3 separate regions of the Mus musculus genome follow, and regions 2 and 3 are each linked to region 1. Evidence: chromatin contacts called from public HiChIP or PLAC-seq and promoter capture Hi-C data. All regions are on one chromosome and are shown on one strand. Each heading gives the region's core, a stretch centred on a gene start, on an enhancer-like site or on the middle of the called end of the contact. The rest is flanking DNA. Distances are from core to core; before and after follow the strand shown.

Region 1 (2,817 bases), core at 104-2,603:
GTGTGTGTGTGTGTGTGTGTGTGTGTGAACCCTGGTACAGTCTGAGGGAGCTGGAGGGCATCAGATCCCCTGGAGCTAGAGACATATGCAGTCATAAGCTACCTGATGTGGGTGCTGGGGACTGAACTTGGGTCTGGGGCAAGAACAACAAAAGCTTGTAACCAGTGAGCCTTCTATACAGAGAGTGCAGGATAGGAGATGCAGAGCCGAGAGCACGCGCGCACAGCTGGAAAGCAGTTAAAGGTGCCAGAAAGAGAGGGAGGCCGATTGCAGCCCGGAAGAGCTGACTGGGAAGGGTTAGTTGTTGAGCTGCTTCAGGGAGGTCCTAGCCGAGCGGCCCACCCAGGCAGTTGGGGCTGGCGGGTGGCAGCAGAGGGCGCGGATTCTAGAGTCAGCCCAAATTCTAAAGGCTACACCAGAAAGGGAGAAAGAATGGAGATAGAGCAGAAAGATGAGCCCTGGAGCTTTCTGATAGGAAGGAAGCGGGGTGGGGTGGGGGAAGAGGCCAAAAGAACAACTCAGAAAGATAAAAATTCTCAAGTCAAGGCGACTAGGTAAGTTATCTGAGTGTGAAAGAAGTTAGCACCAAGAAAGGAAAGGACTCGGGTGCAGGAACCTCCAGGAGGTGAGGTTATGAAGGAGCAAGTTCAAATGAGATAACTGGGCTATCCCAAAGTGTCGATGAGGGATGGGCCGGTGTAACCTCTAGCGAGGAGGGAGCGGACTCCTCTAGGAAGGGCATACGATCTTCAACCACCTGCTAAGGGAGAGGCTGCAGCGAGCAGAACTGAGGGAGAGACCGTAGGCTACCAAAGTCCTGGAGAAGCGTTAGAGAGAAATGATGGTAATGGAAGAGTATGTATGTGAGGGTGATGAAAGACTTGAGGAGGTTTGGGGTGGTCACTGTGACATTGACCAGGTCCTGCTAGCTTTCCCGCTATGGAAGAGTATGTATGTGAGGGTGATGAAAGACTTGAGGAGGTTTGGGGTGGTCACTGTGACATTGACCAGGTCCTGCTAGCTTTCCCGCTAAATAACAAAAAGTGACTGAGAGCTAATTAGATTCAGGGAACAGAGCCAGTGCACCCTGCGCCCCGTCTCACCATCATAATACCCCTAAAAGTTAAAATACTTTCCCTCACTTTATTAAGTATCGCATTTGGGGCTCAGAGAGGGCAACCCCTTACCCAAAGACACACAGGAACCCTACCCTCCAGCAGCTAGAGTACTTCGTTCCCGGGGTCCTCTCATCCCCCCTCGGGGAGGAGCCGACCCGAGCCCCTCCTGCTCCCCGCCCCCGAGGGGCGGCCCGGGGGGCGGGTGGAGGAAGTGAGCGCAGCGGGGTGGAATGCGAGCGGGCGGGGCGGGCCAGCCTGGGGCGGCGGGGACTGCCGGCTGGAGGCCGGGACCGCGGGCCAAGCGCGCGCGATGCCTCACTTCACCGTGGTGCCGGTGGACGGGCCGCGACGCGGCGACTATGACAACCTCGAGGGGCTCAGTTGGGTGGACTACGGCGAGCGCGCCGAGCGGGAAGACTCGGACGGTGAGGGTGCGCCCGGCGGGGGCTGTGGCCGGGACGGGGGGCATCTACACGGGACTCGCGCCTTCGGACCGCGCGCGCAGACGTCCATGCAGGACTCCACTTTTCTTGCTCCTTGCGCGCTCAGACCGATGAGTCTTTTTGGTCCGGGACTCCCGGGCTAGGTCGTCCTCCACCCACTCCCAGCTCCTCCCCCGAGGGCCGCGGGCGGGGGCTGCAGACGTGGCCGCCTTGGGAGGCCGGGTAACGGGCTGCCTTGCTTAGGCTGGCGCCGAACGCGCCACGGGTCTGGGTCCAATGGAAGCCTGGATTGTAGCTTCCTCACTTTCTGTGAATCGCCCCCATCCTCTTGAGTGTCACCCTCTCTTCCTCTATGACTCACCGCCCCTCTCTTGTCCTTTCCCTACCCCTGCCTCCTTGCACACTGGCCCGGTAGGAGCAAAGGGTGTGCTCGCTGAAGAGCCTGTGTTGGCCTTGGTCTACGTAGATCTGTGCGTATCATGGACACCTAGGGAGCAGTCACACGGGGCCAGGCTTGTCTAGGCACTGTACATGAAGCAACTCGCTTTAATCCTCCCAACCTCCCCCATGGGACAGGTTCTGTTACTCGCACTTAGGAAGGAGTGAAGGGCGGTGGGGAAGAGTTATGTAACTTGTTCCAGTGGGATTCAAACCCGGATATGAGAATGTAGTGCCTTAACCTAGGTATCAGGGCTGGTTATAGAGGTAAACCCTTTCTCCCTTCCAGTGCCCCATCTCTCCATCTTCCACCCACGGAGGCTCCTCACACTTGGAATGGGAACGGTCCTGGTTATATGTGTCTGTCTGTATAGCTGTCCAGGCATGTGTAAATGCACGTGTGTCGCTGAGTATCACAGGGTCAGGTCAGGACGTCCTTATGGCTACTGTTTCCAGGAAGGCTGCCAGTGATGAGCCTGGTGCTATGATAACAAATGCCTGTGATGTCTGAGGCTGACCGTGATAGAAAGGTGTAGGAAATGTGTGTTGTGTCTGGTGATGGTATCGGAGGCTATCTGATAGGTCTGTGATGGTGACATGCTTGAGGGGTAGTCTGTGCTTCATGTGAACGGTGACTGAATGACCTGCCTGCCATGTGGACATACAGGCCAGGGGCATGGACTGCAGATGTCACGGAGATTTGTCAGGTTTCACAGCTGTGTGTAAGTAACCCTAGATCCCACATCCCCTGCTGCCCCTTGCCTGGTCCAAGGTGTCGGAACCATATCCCTCCTTCCCTGGGACTGGAAGGATGTCTG
Region 2 (2,817 bases), core at 229-2,728, 660 kb after region 1:
CAGAGGCATCCATCAGGTTCATGTTCACATAAGATATCACCTATAAGGGATGGATAGAGGCTGTCATTGTCATTCATGAGGGCTAAATGCTGGTACTGCCCCATTGCCCCTGGACAAGGACACACCTTCCTGACAAAGGAGATGCTGAGTGTCTCCCAGGACACTACACCGTGTTCCATGAGCTCCAAGAAAGCCCTTAGACCAAGGGCCAGCATCTCCCCTAGGCTACAGAGAACATCTGGGGATGAGTAGGATCAGAGCAAGATTTCCAAGCCCTACCACGTCCTCCAGTCCACCTGGGCCCTGTGCTCACTCATCCCCATTTTCAATGATGGTGCTTAGTTTCTGAAGCCCATCACGACTGATGACCTCCTGGGCAAAGGTCATGTCTGAGGCCAGCAGGACCAGGTTTCTCAGGACTTCACAGCACCCTTCACGACTTGTATTCTGCAGTCTACCCAGTAGCTGCTGGGCCTTCAGATCCTGCCAGGAGCAGTAGAGGAAAGATGGATGTGGTTAGAGAATGTTACCCCTACAACTGGAGCTGTGATGGTCTGGGTGCCCACTAGGTAGGGCACTAAGGAGCTGGGGCCTCCGAACCAGCTGCAGAGGGGGAGGAAGGGAGAGGAGAGGGCTGAAGGGAACATTACTGGGGCAGTGCTGAGACACAGGATGCTTCCATTCTTGATCTCCAAGCGGTTCTGGAGGGAACAGCAGAAAGGAGCACAGTTAAGGAGGGCTCTGTGAAATAGTCACCCGGCTCATCCACTGGTGGGGTTGGGGTTGTCAGTACAAGAGCTCACATTCAGAGCAGGGAGAATGAAACCATGGAATCGAAACCAGGTGGGTTAAAGGGATCCTGAGGAATGTGGGGCTAGGAGGGGGGCTCACATTCTCTGTGATGTATTTCCTGTGCCCATCAGCAAACTGCAGGGCATAGTGCTCCGGATGAGTCAGGCTCCACCTGTGTTGGGGGGGGGGGGGCGGGCAGGAAGCTGCCAGGGACGTCCAGGAGCGCCTCTCCCACCTGCCCCTCCCCCACTTTGCCCAGGCTTGCGGCACAGCACTTACGCGTCACACACCTCCTTCAGTACAGTGGCCAGGGGCTTTGCCTGTAAGTGGAGTTGTCACTCAAGTTGCGACGGTAAAGAGTTGGGGTGAGGGACTTCTGGGAGGGGTGGGCTGGGCTGGCCAGAGGGAAAAGGAACAACCCAGAAGCGAGAGGCGGAGTTTGGACAGTCCCATTGACCTGGTCTAGCTGGATAAGCTGTGGGATGGCGTCAGACATCTGAACAGCAATCTTCACCACATTCCGCGGGGGCGCCATAGTCCAGCCGCGGTGGCCGCTGGCACTTGGCACTAATGTGCCACCTCCCGCCGAGAGTGCACCCGGTCTAGGGTCTAGGACTTGTAGCCTGCACTCACAGCCCAGGTTCCCACTCCTGATCGGGCTCCGAGGCCTTCCCAAAGGAGCCTGTTAGTTCCGGGTTAATCTCAGGGGTAGGAGGGTAAGACCCCGCCTGCCCTGCCCTGCTCCGCCCCGTAGAGGCCTGCCTGGCCCCGCCCCACACCAAGGTGCAGCAGGTAGAGGCTGTGGCAGCAGGCTTCCTACACAGCAGCCACACCTCCCATTCCAGTAAGGTGACCCACCCAGTCTCAGCAACAATCCAGCGTCCCAGGTAGGGGCCCCAAAGAACCAGATCAGAGATAGCCTTAGGCATGTCTTTATTCACTTGAATGCTGTACAAATATTACATTTCCTTTTGTTGAAAAAAGTATAAAAATAATCTTTATATAGGAATTCATTCGTTACTGTAAATCTTTCTAAATCTCTGCAATGGCTCTAAATGAGGGTAAGTGAATAAGTGGAAGTGAAGGGAGATGGGGGTGGGTGGGCAGGAGCTGGAGCCATTCTTAGGTACCAACCCTCCCAGACTCCTAGCTAGACACAGCAATTCCTTATTAACCCCCTCCACCATGACTGCCCAGAGATCCCAGGACTCTCAGGGAGCATCCGAGATGTCCAGAGGCTGCAGGGTGAGCAGGTGGGAAAGGAAAGGTGATGGTAGGCAACCACCCAGCACCACCCTCTCTCTGAACCTCCTTCATAGTGACTGGTAGGAACAAGGCAGAGGTGCCACTGAGGGGCAGCTGAGCCTGGCTGGGGAAGGCTCCATGTAGAGAGGGCTAAGCTCTCTGCCCAGCTATGCTAGCACAGTCACAAGTGCCAGTGCAAGACAGGAGAGCACAGCCCGAACTGAGCGACCAGAAAAGGCTGAGTAAGCCAAGAGTTGGGCTCTTGGGGTTAGGGTGGGGGTGGGGGGCAGTCCCTAGTTGGCTCCAGGCCCAGACAGTCTGGGTTGCAGCTGCACAGGACATGTCCCTGTCAGTCAGAGTTTGAGAACAGGAACATCAAAGAGATCACAGACACCTTCACTCTCGTCCAGGTTGTAGATGTAATCGTGGTCTCCGGGAGGTGGAGAAAGTCGGAGGAGGGGGGCAAACACTGCAGAAAGCATTAGGCTGAGGTCTTAGGCCAAGACCCCCAGCAGTCACCCACCCCCTTGCTCACAGCTACCCTTATCTTCCTGGGCTACCCACCTTCTGAAGACATCAGTTCTTCCAGCAGCTCGGAGCTCATGCACTCTGGGAATGAACACAATTCATTCAGATTCTGGCTCTTGCGCCTCCACCCACCAAAGCCCAGGAATGAGACCCCCACACAGGCCCATTAGGAACCTCACCCTTTTTCTGGGATACCCAGCAGATACCCTTAGAAGGGAACCCAGAACTCAAACTATGCTCCTTATGCCCTGC
Region 3 (2,817 bases), core at 86-2,585, 640 kb before region 1:
AGGTTTGGCGGTCTGAAATGATAGACCGGCTCCAGTAATCAGTTGGAGGAATACCGATGACCTCTAAATACCCTTGGCCCATTTCTGCCCCGTATAAATAGCAGAGCCAGACATATCTACCTTGATCAACCACAATCGATAAATAAGACTCCCAAATCTGCCGTAAATTCCAAGGAAGAGTTTTGTCCATTCCACCCTACCAGCATGGTAGCACGATTTCTTGGCGCCTTCACTACCCGACCCCACTCGGCCGAGTAACACCATCAGTTTCCCTTACCTCTGCCCAGGACATGGCCTCTCTCCAGGTGCCTCTCCGGCACCGGGAAGGTGTAGACCTCGGAACTGAAGCCGGGACTGCAGGACTCAGGCTCCAGCTCCTGGCAAAGCCATGAGGAGACCTGGGATGGAGGTAAAGTAAGCAAACTGGTGACTTGAGGGGGTTCCCAGCAGCCCACACCGAAACCAAGGGTAACCCTTCCCTCGCCTCGGGCGCCGGGATTAGTGGGGAGGACCCCCCTCAGGGCACACAGGGACGCTATCCGCTCATCCCGAAACCAGCCGCCAAGCTCCAAAAGCCTTTGGGGGAGGGGACATCTGGGGCCACCACCTGGCAACCTAGTCCACCTTCCTCTCCTAGCTCCATTTGCATCTCACTGGAGACGCCTTGACTCTTCCGGACACCACTTTCCTTCGACCGCGAACGGTCTCAACGCACACCCGCAGACTCCTCTCGGGTACCCCAATCTACGGTCCCTCCCTAACAGGACAGGTGCTTTTATAATACTAAAATCCCTTCCCTTATCTCGGATCGTCCGCGCTACTTCAGCACCCCACCTTCTACAGGCAGGCCCCCATCCTGCTCCACGCCTCCTCTGTCTCAAACAGGGACCCTGCTCAACCCGGGGACCCGGGAGCCGGCAGCGTGGCGCGCCCCCACCTGGGAACCTGCGCCAGAGGCGACCACTCCGCGCCCGCCTGGACCTCCCTCCCACTCCACCGCACTCAGCCCCGCACCGCGCAGCGCCCAGGGCGATCTGGCCCTCCGGATCCCAACTTTCTTGGAAGAAGGGAAGCGGGACCACAGCCGGCAGAAAAACACAGCGAAGCGGATCATGGGGCACGAGTCAGGACCCTCCACATACCTGCAGCAGGAGCAGGAGCGCGGAAAAGCTGCGGCACCGGGCTCCCATGGCGGACCCGGCAGACGCCGAGCAAACACTGAGCTCGGGTGCGGTCGGGCAGGGCCGGGTTAGGCCGGGCAGGAGTCTAGCAGAAGTTCTTGGGAACTCAGTAGTGCGCCGCGGCTCCCACACCAGTGAGCAGCGCAGAGGCTGCGGCCGCCAGGTGAGCCCGCAGGCACCGCCCCCGGCGCCGCTGATTGGCTGGGGACGCACCTGCAGGTGGCAGCCAAGGAACTGCAGGGCCCTCAACTTCCTCCACCCCTGTCTGTAGTTGGTGGCATGGGGCCGGCCTTAGAAGACTTCCCAGCTTCCTATTCCACGGTCGTTCGAATCCTAGCCTAGCTGTGCTCTGACCCACGGAGACATGGAGTTACAAAGGACTTTATTCATCATCTAGGTTTCCGTTTTGTTTCTTATGTTTTTATTTTCTTTGGTTGGATGAGTTTGTTTGCTTAGGGATTTTAAATGACATTTTAACATGGGGGGAGGGGTGCGTGCGCGGGCGAGAGCGCGATCCTGTGCTCGCAAACGCACGTGCCACAGACCGATTGTGGAGATAAGACGACAGCCTTCAAGAGTCAATTCTCTTCTTCCACCAAGAGGGTCTTGGGATTGCATTGCCGCCATTGGCCTTTACTGACTGAGCTATTTCTCCGACGGTTTTATTTTGTTTGGTAGCTTTTTTGTTTGTTTGTTTTCCAACTCAGGTGGGCCTGGAATTGTCTTAGTCTTAGCCATCCTCCTGTTTCAGTCTCCCGAATGCTGGGATTGCACAAGTGGGGTACCAGACCAGGCTAATCTAATTTTCTAACACCTGACCGGCTCCCTTTTGAGACATAGCCTTGCTATGTAGCCCAGCATGGCTTTAAACTCATCATTGTTCAAACTCAGCCTTCTCACTTCTGGGATGGAGCTACAGGTACCCACTACCTTACTGCCCGGCTAAAATCTGTTCTCTTAACTTCAGTTCTCAGGACTAGGTAACCCAGACTGGCTTTGACCTTGGGACCCCCAAGTAGCAGCATCCTATGCATCCCACATCCATCAGGTTTTTTGTTTTGTTTTGTTTTGTTGTTGTTGCTTTTTATTTTAAATCTTTTACTTACATTGTTCTCCCTCCGTGTATGTCTATGTGAGGGTATCAGATCTCCTGGAACTGGAATTACAGACAGCTGTAACTACCATGTGGTTGCTGGGATTTGAACCTGGGTCCTTTGGAAGCAGCCAGTGCTCTCAACCACTGAGCCATCTCTCCAGCCCTCCTCATCAGTTGTTCTGTTGGGTTTTATTTTTTAATAATTTATTTTGTTTATGTGTATTGGTGTGAGGATGTCAGGTCCCTTGGAACTAGAATTACAGCCAGTTGTGAAATGCCATGGGGGTGCTGGGATTTGAACCCGGTCCTTTCGAAAGGCAGTCAATGCTCTCAACCGCTGAGCCATCTCTCCAGCCCTCTCCCATCTGAGCTGGAAGAGATGTTACTCAAATCTGTTATTTACCTACAACTTGATATCGTGTAGCAAGTCAACGTGTTAAAGGAGGAAAGTCCAGAACTCAAGCTCTCCTGTTCCAGAGATTGAGACGTTTAATACCATAGTCATGGCATAGCCACCTGCACCTGAGAATTCTGTCCCTG

The links. Promoter capture Hi-C pulls out the DNA fragments that hold promoters and counts their contacts. HiChIP or PLAC-seq counts read pairs in DNA pulled down with a chosen protein or histone mark.
Region 2: a promoter capture Hi-C map of liver shows a contact between it and region 1, with 2.7 times the contacts expected there. The contact joins the promoter of Elmo3 here to the promoter of Slc12a4 in region 1. A contact is called at or near these places in 2 of 39 promoter capture datasets (both in liver).
Region 3: an H3K4me3 HiChIP or PLAC-seq map of embryonic stem cells shows a contact between it and region 1, with 7 read pairs. The contact joins the promoter of Cdh1 here to the promoter of Slc12a4 in region 1. A contact is called at or near these places in 1 of 39 promoter capture datasets (embryonic stem cells), 1 of 484 Hi-C or Micro-C datasets (embryonic stem cells) and 1 of 115 datasets of contacts at active chromatin or transcription factors (embryonic stem cells).

What each region holds. Positions count from the first base shown.
Region 1 is chr8:105,964,651-105,967,467 of GRCm38.p6, reverse strand. Slc12a4 (solute carrier family 12, member 4) reads left to right here and starts at 1,353. Exons shown (of 24, transcript NM_009195.3): 1 at 1,353-1,543. The coding sequence starts at 1,429.
Region 2 is chr8:105,304,262-105,307,078 of GRCm38.p6, reverse strand. It overlaps Elmo3 (engulfment and cell motility 3), which reads right to left and starts at 1,478. Exons shown (of 20, transcript NM_172760.3): 1 at 1,250-1,478; 2 at 1,072-1,112; 3 at 892-964; 4 at 651-701; 5 at 314-483; 6 at 126-225; 7 at 1-40. The coding sequence starts at 1,327. E2f4 (E2F transcription factor 4) reads right to left here. Exons shown (of 10, transcript NM_148952.1): 9 at 2,602-2,646; 10 at 1,709-2,506. The coding sequence ends at 2,391.
Region 3 is chr8:106,601,868-106,604,684 of GRCm38.p6, reverse strand. Cdh1 (cadherin 1) reads right to left here and starts at 1,335. Exons shown (of 16, transcript NM_009864.3): 1 at 1,143-1,335; 2 at 278-398. The coding sequence starts at 1,190.